Regions from separate parts of the Mus musculus genome. Here region 1 is linked to region 2. Evidence: chromatin contacts called from public promoter capture Hi-C data. All regions are on one chromosome and are shown on one strand. The core of a region is the stretch at or near the end of the contact, and the rest is flanking DNA. Distances in the headings are between cores, read along the strand shown.

Region 1 (5,038 bases), core at 236-2,735, 4.4 Mb before region 2:
TTTTAATTATGTTTGATCTCCACATCTTTTTCAGAGTAAGTCCCCAGTGACTTCCAGGCAATCTAATCTATACAATATGGTATCTGATTTGGCGTGGCTTTACCTTTTTACCTAAGATCTCTACACTGCCTGCCTATTCATTACACCATATTTTAGTTACTTTGCTGGCTGCTCCATAAGCTACCTTTAGGTAACCACACTAGATCATGCTTCCTTTTGCCCAGCTCCTCTGTGATCTACACAGTTAAAACAATTTCTGTATACTCTTAAACGTAAACCAACATGTTATTCTAGATTGACTCTCAGTTCTTCAGACCAGCATTCCGATTATTCACATTAAAATTTCCAACTCCGTAACTGTATGCCCGAAGTACAGTTGAACATATGTTACGCAATGCTCGAAATATTCAGCCATGTACAGTACACAAAATCTACATTAAGGTTTGCTATATTTTGGGTACACATTTTAACAAAACAGTTAAAAACAATATCTTAGAAAAAATCAAAATGAAAATGGAGGGAAAAAAAAACTCCCCCAAAACGTTGGGAACACGAGGAAGGATAAACTGTCCTATTGGTTGAGTAGTACGGAAGGAAATAAAGTCAGAGAGAAATTCAGAGCTAAGCATGTGGCCTCTGAGCAAAAGCACTACCTCGAGAAAACTCAACTTCACAGGAAGTCAAAAAAGGAGGGAGTAAAAGAATTGCGGGAAGTAGAGTGCAGACCCGCGTAGACGGTTATCTGTGGAGGTCCGGAAGAGGTGCCCACATACGAAAGGTGAAAGTTCTGCTTTTGGGAAACTAGAATCTCGAGTTTCTGGGCGGCTGGAGCCTCAGACACCACCCGGGGAAACACACGCCCTAGACCGGCTGCTCCGCAGGACCGACAGCCTGAGCGATGCACCTGACCACACTGGAGACAGGGAGGCTCCGCAGGGAAGGGACAGTGGAAAGGACAAGAGAAGCGCGGAGGAGATGATGAGGGAGGGAGACAGGGAAGGAGGACGCTCGAGGCAATTCAAGTGTCCGAGTCCCAAGTCCGGAGAACACAGCAGTGCACAGGCAGAGGGACTCCTTCCCCTCGTGGTGTGGCTCCCAAGATCACTGCGGAGACGCGGCCGCCCCGGGCCGAGGACGCGGCAGAAGCCCTACTTTCCACACACGCCGACTCCAGTCCCTGAAGTCACTTCTCCGACGCCGGGCGTCGGTGGCGGCAGGTGACCGCCTGGCCCAACGCGGGCCTCCTCCCGGAACCCCCGGCCCAGGACGGTCCCCCTGGTGCTCACCGAATCCTTTAATGAGCTCGGTGAAGACCCCGGGGTCGCTTTCCATGAGACACCACTCCCCGGCATTGCTCGACATGGTCCCCGACCACACACACACCGCCCCGCTTCCACCTCGCGCTCTCCGGAGCCCCGCAGCACAAGCTGCCACCGGCCGCAGACCTCAGCAAAACCCGCCGCCGAGCGTCAACCCCACGTCACCCCGCCTACTTCCCGACAGCCTCCGGGCGCCGTCACCTGCCGCGCGCCGGAGCACAGAAGGACGCTCTAGCCACCCGGGAGACGTCGAAACGCCTCTCCTGCCTCTCAGGATCCGTAGCGCCCTCTGCCGGGCCGGAGAAGTAGCGGGGCCTCGGAGCGCCGGAGGGAGGCACATCCGGGACCCTTGGCACCCCAGAGCTGGGGCGGGGCGATGGAAGGGGCGGGGCTCGAGACGGGGCGGGGCGGGGCTCGCTCCGACCCGAACCTGGAGCTGTCCTCGCCCTTTCGGGCCGCCTCCTATTCCTGGTGCGACGCAGGCTTTCTGTAGGCGCCGCGGGTCCTGAGCATCACCTTCCAGGTAAAGGTGGGTCACTGCAGGCCTGCTGCGGGCCGGGGAACCGCGTTTTGGGCAGTCCCAGCGATCCTGGGCACTTGAGGGCTGGCCGGTGCGCACTCTCTTCCAGCCGCATCCCAGCGTCAGAGGCCAGGCAAAGCCTTCGCCGCCTCTGTGCTCCGGCACCCGCCGGAGGAGAGCATGGACCGACTTCGCATCTGAACATTTCGAACCTGGCCTAGTTGCTCCGGGAGGATGGAATCTTGGGGAACTCAGGTCAACTCTCCCACTTGCAAAGCTCCTGGCGAGCGAACGTGCCAAGGCCCCTTTTCACTCTTTTCTCTCTTCCTGCGGCTTTGGCATAGAGGCGTTGTCTCGGATACCGGTTTGGGAAGGAGCTTTGTGGGAAGACCGAAAGGAAATTATCTTAGAGGAATAATAATCAAGGAAGGGAGAAAGATTTCTCGTCCAAGGGATGAGAGACTCATGTATCGGGATGAAGTGCCTTACGGAAAAATGCGCACCATCCCTCTCCCGCCACCCCTCCCCCCTTAATAGTGCATTATTTTAAAAACACTTGAAATGGTTTTGATGAATAGAACAAAAAATAGCTATTTGTAATTAATACTTATCATTCTTCGGAGGTGGTTTTATTCATCATTTCATAAAAGTATGTTCCAAGGAAGGCTTTTGGCTTCCACAGGAAAAATTTTTGCTCAGAGCATCCTACCATGGTGACATCTTGCCACAGTTCCTCAATACTTTTCATTGCATCGCCCTTAATGGAGTTGATATTTTCATTACCTTTGTGTATGGCATATCCATTTGAACCTGGGATCCTGGCTTTGTAAAGTATTATAGCTTCATTACTGTAAAATTAGCCTTGGCTTTTATTTTTAAAGAAACTGCGTATTTGCTTGACTTCTCAGGGTGAAAAAAAAAAAGTTAGCCTTTCCAAATTACATGAAATATTGGCTTAATGTTTGTGTAAATTGAAGGAAAACATGGTAATCTTTGTACTAGTAATGGTACGACGTATATAGATTGTAGTCCAGAAGATCTTGAAGCAGAAGTGTTATTACATCAGTGTCTTGCTATCTGGTTTACATTCTGCATTAAGAGAATGGACAACATATGGATCAACACATCACTGCTTGGCCTTATGTCGAAGAACAAGTGTAAAATGCTCCAAATGTTGCCATAGTTCTAACAGTTAAAGGCTCTAAAGCTTTAATTTATAGAGATGTTAGAAAACTTCAAGTGGTATAAATTCGGGAGACTGTTGTTGTGTTTAAAGAGGTCAGAACAACTCAAAGAAGAATTCACTTGATTGGTTTTGACTTAGGCTTATAGCACTTGACTCCATAGGACTAGACTACCAGAAAACCAGACTTTGATTTGCCTCACTGCCCAGCTGCCTTCTAAACCACTGGACTGCAGCTTAGGGTTTTGAGAAAGGGGACACTGGCAGTTGAAGAAAGAAGGAGTTAAGCTACTGTTAGTTGATGGAAGCTGTCTTGAAACTCAGCTTGAGTCACTTCATTAGTATTACTAAGATACTCCTAGCGCTTGGTACATTCCAAAAGATTTTGAAACTATCAGGAACCATTGTATCTCCATGTCATCTAATGTCGCCAATTTTAAAGTAGTTTGTATTTTAGCCCTTAGTAATAAAAAGGAGAATGAATAGCTTGAAGTAAACTGCCATTCGATTTTCTATATTTAAATGTTTTTATTGAGACTTATATATGCAAAGAAGTTTTGTAGGTGACCTAGTCACCAGCAGGGCAAGGTGCAATTCCAAGGTGCCTACTCTGCAGCCAGAAGAGGTTCTCTCTAGGGACTTCTACTCAGGTGTAGCTGGGACCCTGACTTAAACTGCAGAAGACCATTTCCAAATGAGTCGGTCTGAAGGCATGCTGGACACTGTAGTTCATAGGCACCACAGCTGGGTAGGATTGTTAGTTGCTTCCCTCACTTGGAAGCCTTCTGGGATCATGAAAGCTAGTCCTCAGGCTTTGCAGTTTGAGACCTCTTGGTCATGTGTCCAAAATACATGGTGTCTTCAGCAATAAGCACTTTACTAACCTTCCTCCTCTGAGAGGCAACTACAGGCACTAACAATAGCCTAGGATTTGGGGGAAATCTCTTATTAGACAACCCTGACCAACAAGCCCAAAAGGAACTAACATCTTATATGTAGTGTTGGAGTTTTTGCAAAGTGGTCTCTGGATCTTGGGGAAAGCGTTGTCAGCCAGGGTGAATGCATTTCACTTAAACTATATGTATACACAGACTTACATGTAATATGTGTAATTTTACGTAAATAGATAATATGACTCCTTATGACTTTTTCAGACCCTAAGGCTGCTATTTTACCTCCTCCCTGCCTCTAATTAGAGTTCCCACATCATCACAGTTTTTCCACTTCCCGCTTCAGACCGCCTGTACCCTGCCATTCCTCTCTCTATTGCTTCTCTCTTCCCTGCTCACCCCTGCCGTGGTCCCTTTGTACTTTGCTGTTTTCAGCTGTTTCTGCAGACTGTGTACTCACATCTGAAGATTTGGAGCCAGGGAATCTAGATGAGAAAAAAAAAAAAAGTAGGACATTTATCTTTCTAGGTCTGGGTTACCTCATTCAATATAATTTTTGCCAGTTCTGTCCATTTGCCTTCAGAATTCATGGTTTCATTTTTCTTTACACTTGAATAGTATTTCAGAATGTATTAGTGCCACAATTTCAAATCCATTCATAAGTTTGAGGACATTAAGTTGTTTCCTTTTTCTAGCTTGTGTGAGTTGCGGGACAGTGAACGAGGCAGAGCAGATATATGTAGGGCAGAATGACGAGTTCTTTGGGCATCTGCTGTGGAATGATAAAGCTGGGCAGCTGAGTCATATGGAAGATTTATTTTTAGGCTTTTGAGGATTCTCCAGGCTGAATTCAAGAGGGCGTGAACCCGTTTGCAGTCCCACCAACCTTGAACAGACGATCCCTCTTCCCCTCTTCCCCACATCCTCTCAAGCATTTGTGTCAGTTGTTGATCTTCACCAGTCTGCACCTTTGTAAGATGACATCTCAAAATCGTTTTGATTTCCATCTCCTAATTGCTAAGGACCATGACTTTTTTAAAAACACTTCTTAGCCATTTTTATTTCTTCTCTTATTTTTATTTTATTTTTATTTCTTGAGAACTCTCTGTTTAGATTCCTAGCCCGT
Region 2 (4,554 bases), core at 1,020-3,519:
TCATTTTATGTGCAGAATGTACTTAGCAGTATCATAATCAATGTACATGTAACTCAAAACTACTAGCACTGCTAAGATTAAACAGGTATATTAAGTCAAAGCTATATAGAATAACTGCTGACAGTCTGGAGTCTTTCTCCCAAACACAGAACCTGTACCCTGTTAAGAGAAAATGAAGAAAACACAAAAGGGTAAATACCAAATTATTTCTGATTCACAACAAATTTAAAATAACAAGGTAAACTATGTGCCGAAAATCAGAGCATGTTCCCTTCAGAACTCTTCTTAAACATTCCTTCCAAAGTTTAGTTTGTAGTGATTACCACTGTTGTAGGAGAGGCACAAGGGGTAAGTGACTAGGGCTAGGAAAGGGGTTAGCCTTACCTATCCGGTCAAATGTCTTATCACATTTGGGACACTGCAGGATTTTCTTATTGCTGTTCTGAATGATGACGGGAGCTAACCCTTCATGGATGCTCCCGGCAGAGTCGCCAGCCTCAGGTTCCTCTTCTGCATCATTATCTTTGTCACTCTGCTCCGTGTCAGAGTCTTCATCGGACACTTCCTCCTCCAGCTCTTCGTCTTCGGCATTATATTCACTGCCAGGGTCCTCAGAATCATTTCTATCTGACCTCTCCTTCTCAGAACTTTCTTGATGCAAATTGTCTGACCCATCCCCACTCTCCTGTTCATCGTCGCTGGTATCCTCAAACTTGACAGGGCACTTCCGATTCCTCTTTGACCTCCGGGTAGAAAAACTTCTCTCCAGCATTTTTAACCCATGTTTTTTCCCAAGGAGCAGAGACCTGTGAGTTTTGGCTAAATGATTCTCTAAGGACTTTTTATAGCAGAAATGCCTACTACAAAATTTGCACTGATGACTACTCGACAGTCTTCCAGTTAGCTCATTTAGTGTTTCTTCTGGTGACGACTTTTCAGTCAGTTCGGCCTGAAAGGCAGCAACATTCTCATTATTCAGCAGCTTTACCGCATCGATGATGTCCAAAAATTTTGCAGCCTCTAACACAAGAGGTATTTCGTATTTGTACACAAAAAACTCCGATGTGTAGAGGAACTCAAGCAAATGCTGAAAAACCGAATGCGTTACGTGATCCAGGGTGACAACATCAGTGCTTGGATTTTTGCTCAGACACGCATGAAAATAACTACTGCCGACAGCAACGACCACTTTATGCGCACTAAACTCTTTCCCTTCCACTATGATAAGTAAATCGCAGAAAGACGGTTGCTTCTGCCTATCATCGTTCAAATACTTCAGCAAATTCTTATTATACTGCAAAGAACTCAAAAGCTTTCTCTGATCTGGAGAGGGAGGCAGTTCTTGGCAACGCTGGGCAGCTTCGGGGGTTGGTCTTTCTGGAGCCTGAGTATAGGTCACTTGGCCACACTCCACAGCAGCATTTTCTTCCGAAGAGTCTTTATGATAGCCTAGATGGATCTTCTCGTCAAGATTTGAAGTAACCTTTCTCCTTTTCTTCATTGCAATGCGGCAATTTTTGAACAAGAAACTTCATACGTGACTTAGGCGATTGATGAAACAAAACTAGATTGTCTTGAACAACAGCTTCTGAAGGGGCGTGCCCCACCGTTTCATGGTCTGCAAAAAGAGTGAGAATCAGGTAAGAGCTCCACCGCATAGCCATCTTAAATAACCCAAAGGTGTTGTCAACTAGTCTTTCCTACATTGTAACTAGATTACAAAGTCGACAGTGCATTCACTCCCAGCTAAGATTTTCTTTTTTTTTAGGGCAGGGAACCAGGAGAGCTGGGCTGGGAAAGACAATCCAACAAAAGAATAGTGTGAAGTGAAGGCACAGCACACCTTCCAGGCCTGATTCACGAATAAGGTGGAGAGAACACAACCCAGAGAGCACCATCCCGCCGAGACCGCAAACAAGGCAGACTGGCCGGCCGGGACCGCAGTCCCGATTTGGGTGCTGGGACCTTGACAATAAGGCCAGCGCGGCCACGAAACGCAAGTCTCCATTAGCATGCTTTCCCCGGGCGAGCGCGGCATGGCTCCTGAGCGACAGACCTTCCGAAATCCACTAGGCACGGCGGCCCCAGGAGGGGAGCAGAGTGGGGTCAGCACGGGCGACGACTGCAGGAAGCCGAGTCTTCCCAGGCCGGGGTTGGCGGGGACCCGCGCTCGCCCGTGACCCTTCCCTCCCAGGCTGCCCGGGGCAAGCGTCCCACAGGCCCATTACCGGGAAGCCCGGGCTCCCGCGCCGGCTCGGGGCCGCCCAGCTCCGATCCCCGCGCGCTCGCGCCCGCGCCCACCCACTTCCGGGTCCGGCCCCCCACCTCAGCCACCTCGGCGGCGCTCCTTCCCCTCGCGGAGTCCCGCCGCCGCCGCCGCTCGCCAGGCAGGCACGTCAGGCCCGCGCAGCCGCCCAGCCGCCGCGAGAAGCCGGGGAGCCCCGGCATCCGCCCGAGCGCATGCGCGCGCCTCCAGCCCTGCGCATGCTCCGTGAGCTTTCTTTCCTGCCCTGGGTGCCCTACCGAGGTCCCAGGTCCGTTATACCCGCTTTTCGTGGCCACTTAAGGGCCCTCGTTAACTGAACCAGAAAAACTTGGCTGCGGGAGGGGAAGATAGCTGTGATGAGGGGTTAGGGGGAATTGGCGCCACGACAACTGGTGTGTTTCCAGTGTGTCACCAAACAGCGACCTCCTCCGGAAACCTGCCAGTTTCCAGTCCACAGTGGCAAACACCCAAAGTGCTGGCTGGAAGTAGTTGTATGGCTTTCCGACTTACATGTGCGTAAAATGTAAGCACACCTAAAATTGTGGGGTTTGTTTTTATTACCTTGCTATGAACAGAAGATGTGCATGTAAGATGTGAAGCTGAGAAAAGGACAACCAAACCTCTACGGGACTTAGAGCCTCAGAGCCCCTGCCTAACGTGTTGCATCTCCGACAGAATGCCCAGTGGCCCGATATTGCCCGTCTGGCGATGAAGGTTCTAGAGTTTGTTTGTACAAACCTAAGGAAAAAAACTGATACAAAGGCCGTGACCAAAAAGAAATCAATACACACACCTTCCCTTTTACCTGTAACTCCACTCTCTTCATAACTCTGAATCTGAAAAGGTTACCCTCTCATTAGCAAATACGAGCAAGTGCATACCCAGGAGGAGGAGAAGTTGAGGGAGCGTGTGGGGGACTTTTGGGATGGCATTGGAAATGTAAATGAAATAAATACCTAATTAAAAAAGAAGAAGAATGTACACCCAGAATAGTATAAGGAAAGCTAATGAAAATGATAAAATACTCAGAGCTATAGATTATAAAGTAGAAAATGTTTGAAAAGACAAGCCCATAGATATTAATTTTGTGTGTGTGTGGGGGGGGGTGCAGTGTTATCATCCATCGTCTGGCTCCTACCACCAAGTCTTTCCAGCTGTTGTCATGTGTCAGTGTTCTAAGTTACATGGGACAATCAAAGAAATGGGGTCACTTCCGGGCGAAATATGGCATTGCAGGCAGCAAAGAGGAACGGCCTCAATGAGCTGAACCTCGGACAGCTGTTCAAATGCTGTTTGGGGAGGGGGATAAAGCAAGCCCCTCATACAAAGGCCTGTGGTCTAAGCTAGATGTTTCATGAAGGAGAACACCACACCACTGCAACTTTAGCCTTCACTGTGTACTGTTTGTAGTACTCAATAATGTAAGACATTCCAGGTCTGCCAGGGCAGTCTTGTGACCAAAGTCGGGCAAAGGATGGAAAGCTCCTTCAGGAAAAAAAAAAAAAAAAGACTCTATAGAAAAAAAAATCACCATTTCTACAATGATTTCTTCAAGGTCAAGGTACTTCTAAAAACCATCTATTCATTCTGGTGTTTCCCCTAGGTCCAGTGAAAAAACAGCAATTTTCATTCAAATGTTTACCTTAGATATAATGATTCTACCAAACACACCACAGTCATGTTGGTCCAACAAAGATGAACTCAATCTCTTTGGAACTATAATAAATCCTCTCTACTACGTTTCATCTGTCAAGCATTCTATCTAAATACCAGAAAAGAAACTGATACACCATATAATATGGTTTCTTGTCTATCTCACTCATCAGACAAAAATCATATAGGACAAGTTGTATTAATCTCTTACACTGCTGTATTTTAATAACTAGTAAAATACCCAGAGACTTCATTGTGATACTCAATATCCCAATGAAGACAACAGATGTAGATTACACACTTACATAAATCAACTTGCCCCATATGGAACTGTCAAATAGATGATACAAGGCCTATGCCTGTCAGTGAGGAGCACAACTATTCCTCACCTGTTTGGATACTATCACAGTCCTCTTAGAAGAAATGCCATGCAACACAAACAATGACTGAAGTCCTCATAAATAGCCTTAACCCAATTCAGTATTCTATGTTGCACCAAGAGATAATCGATGTAGTCTTTTCACAACCACTGAAGTGAAGAACAGGGCTGATAACAACCAGGTACAATGGTACTTGCAACTGCCATACAACCCCATTATAATCAGATTAGTTTTAAAAGTGGATTATTAAATTAC

The links. Promoter capture Hi-C pulls out the DNA fragments that hold promoters and counts their contacts.
Region 1: a contact with region 2 is called in a promoter capture Hi-C map of cranial neural crest. The contact joins the promoter of Uchl5 here to the promoter of Zbtb41 in region 2. A contact is called at or near these places in 2 of 39 promoter capture datasets (cranial neural crest and pre-B cells).

The regions. Positions count from the first base shown.
Region 1 is chr1:143,773,725-143,778,762 of GRCm38.p6, reverse strand. It overlaps Uchl5 (ubiquitin carboxyl-terminal esterase L5), which reads right to left and starts at 1,485. Exons shown (of 11, transcript NM_019562.2): 1 at 1,287-1,485. The coding sequence starts at 1,362. Ro60 (Ro60, Y RNA binding protein) reads left to right here and starts at 1,712. Exons shown (of 9, transcript NM_013835.2): 1 at 1,712-1,842.
Region 2 is chr1:139,420,098-139,424,651 of GRCm38.p6, reverse strand. It overlaps Zbtb41 (zinc finger and BTB domain containing 41), which reads right to left and starts at 2,269. Exons shown (of 11, transcript NM_172643.5): 1 at 2,229-2,269; 2 at 385-1,618. The coding sequence starts at 1,501.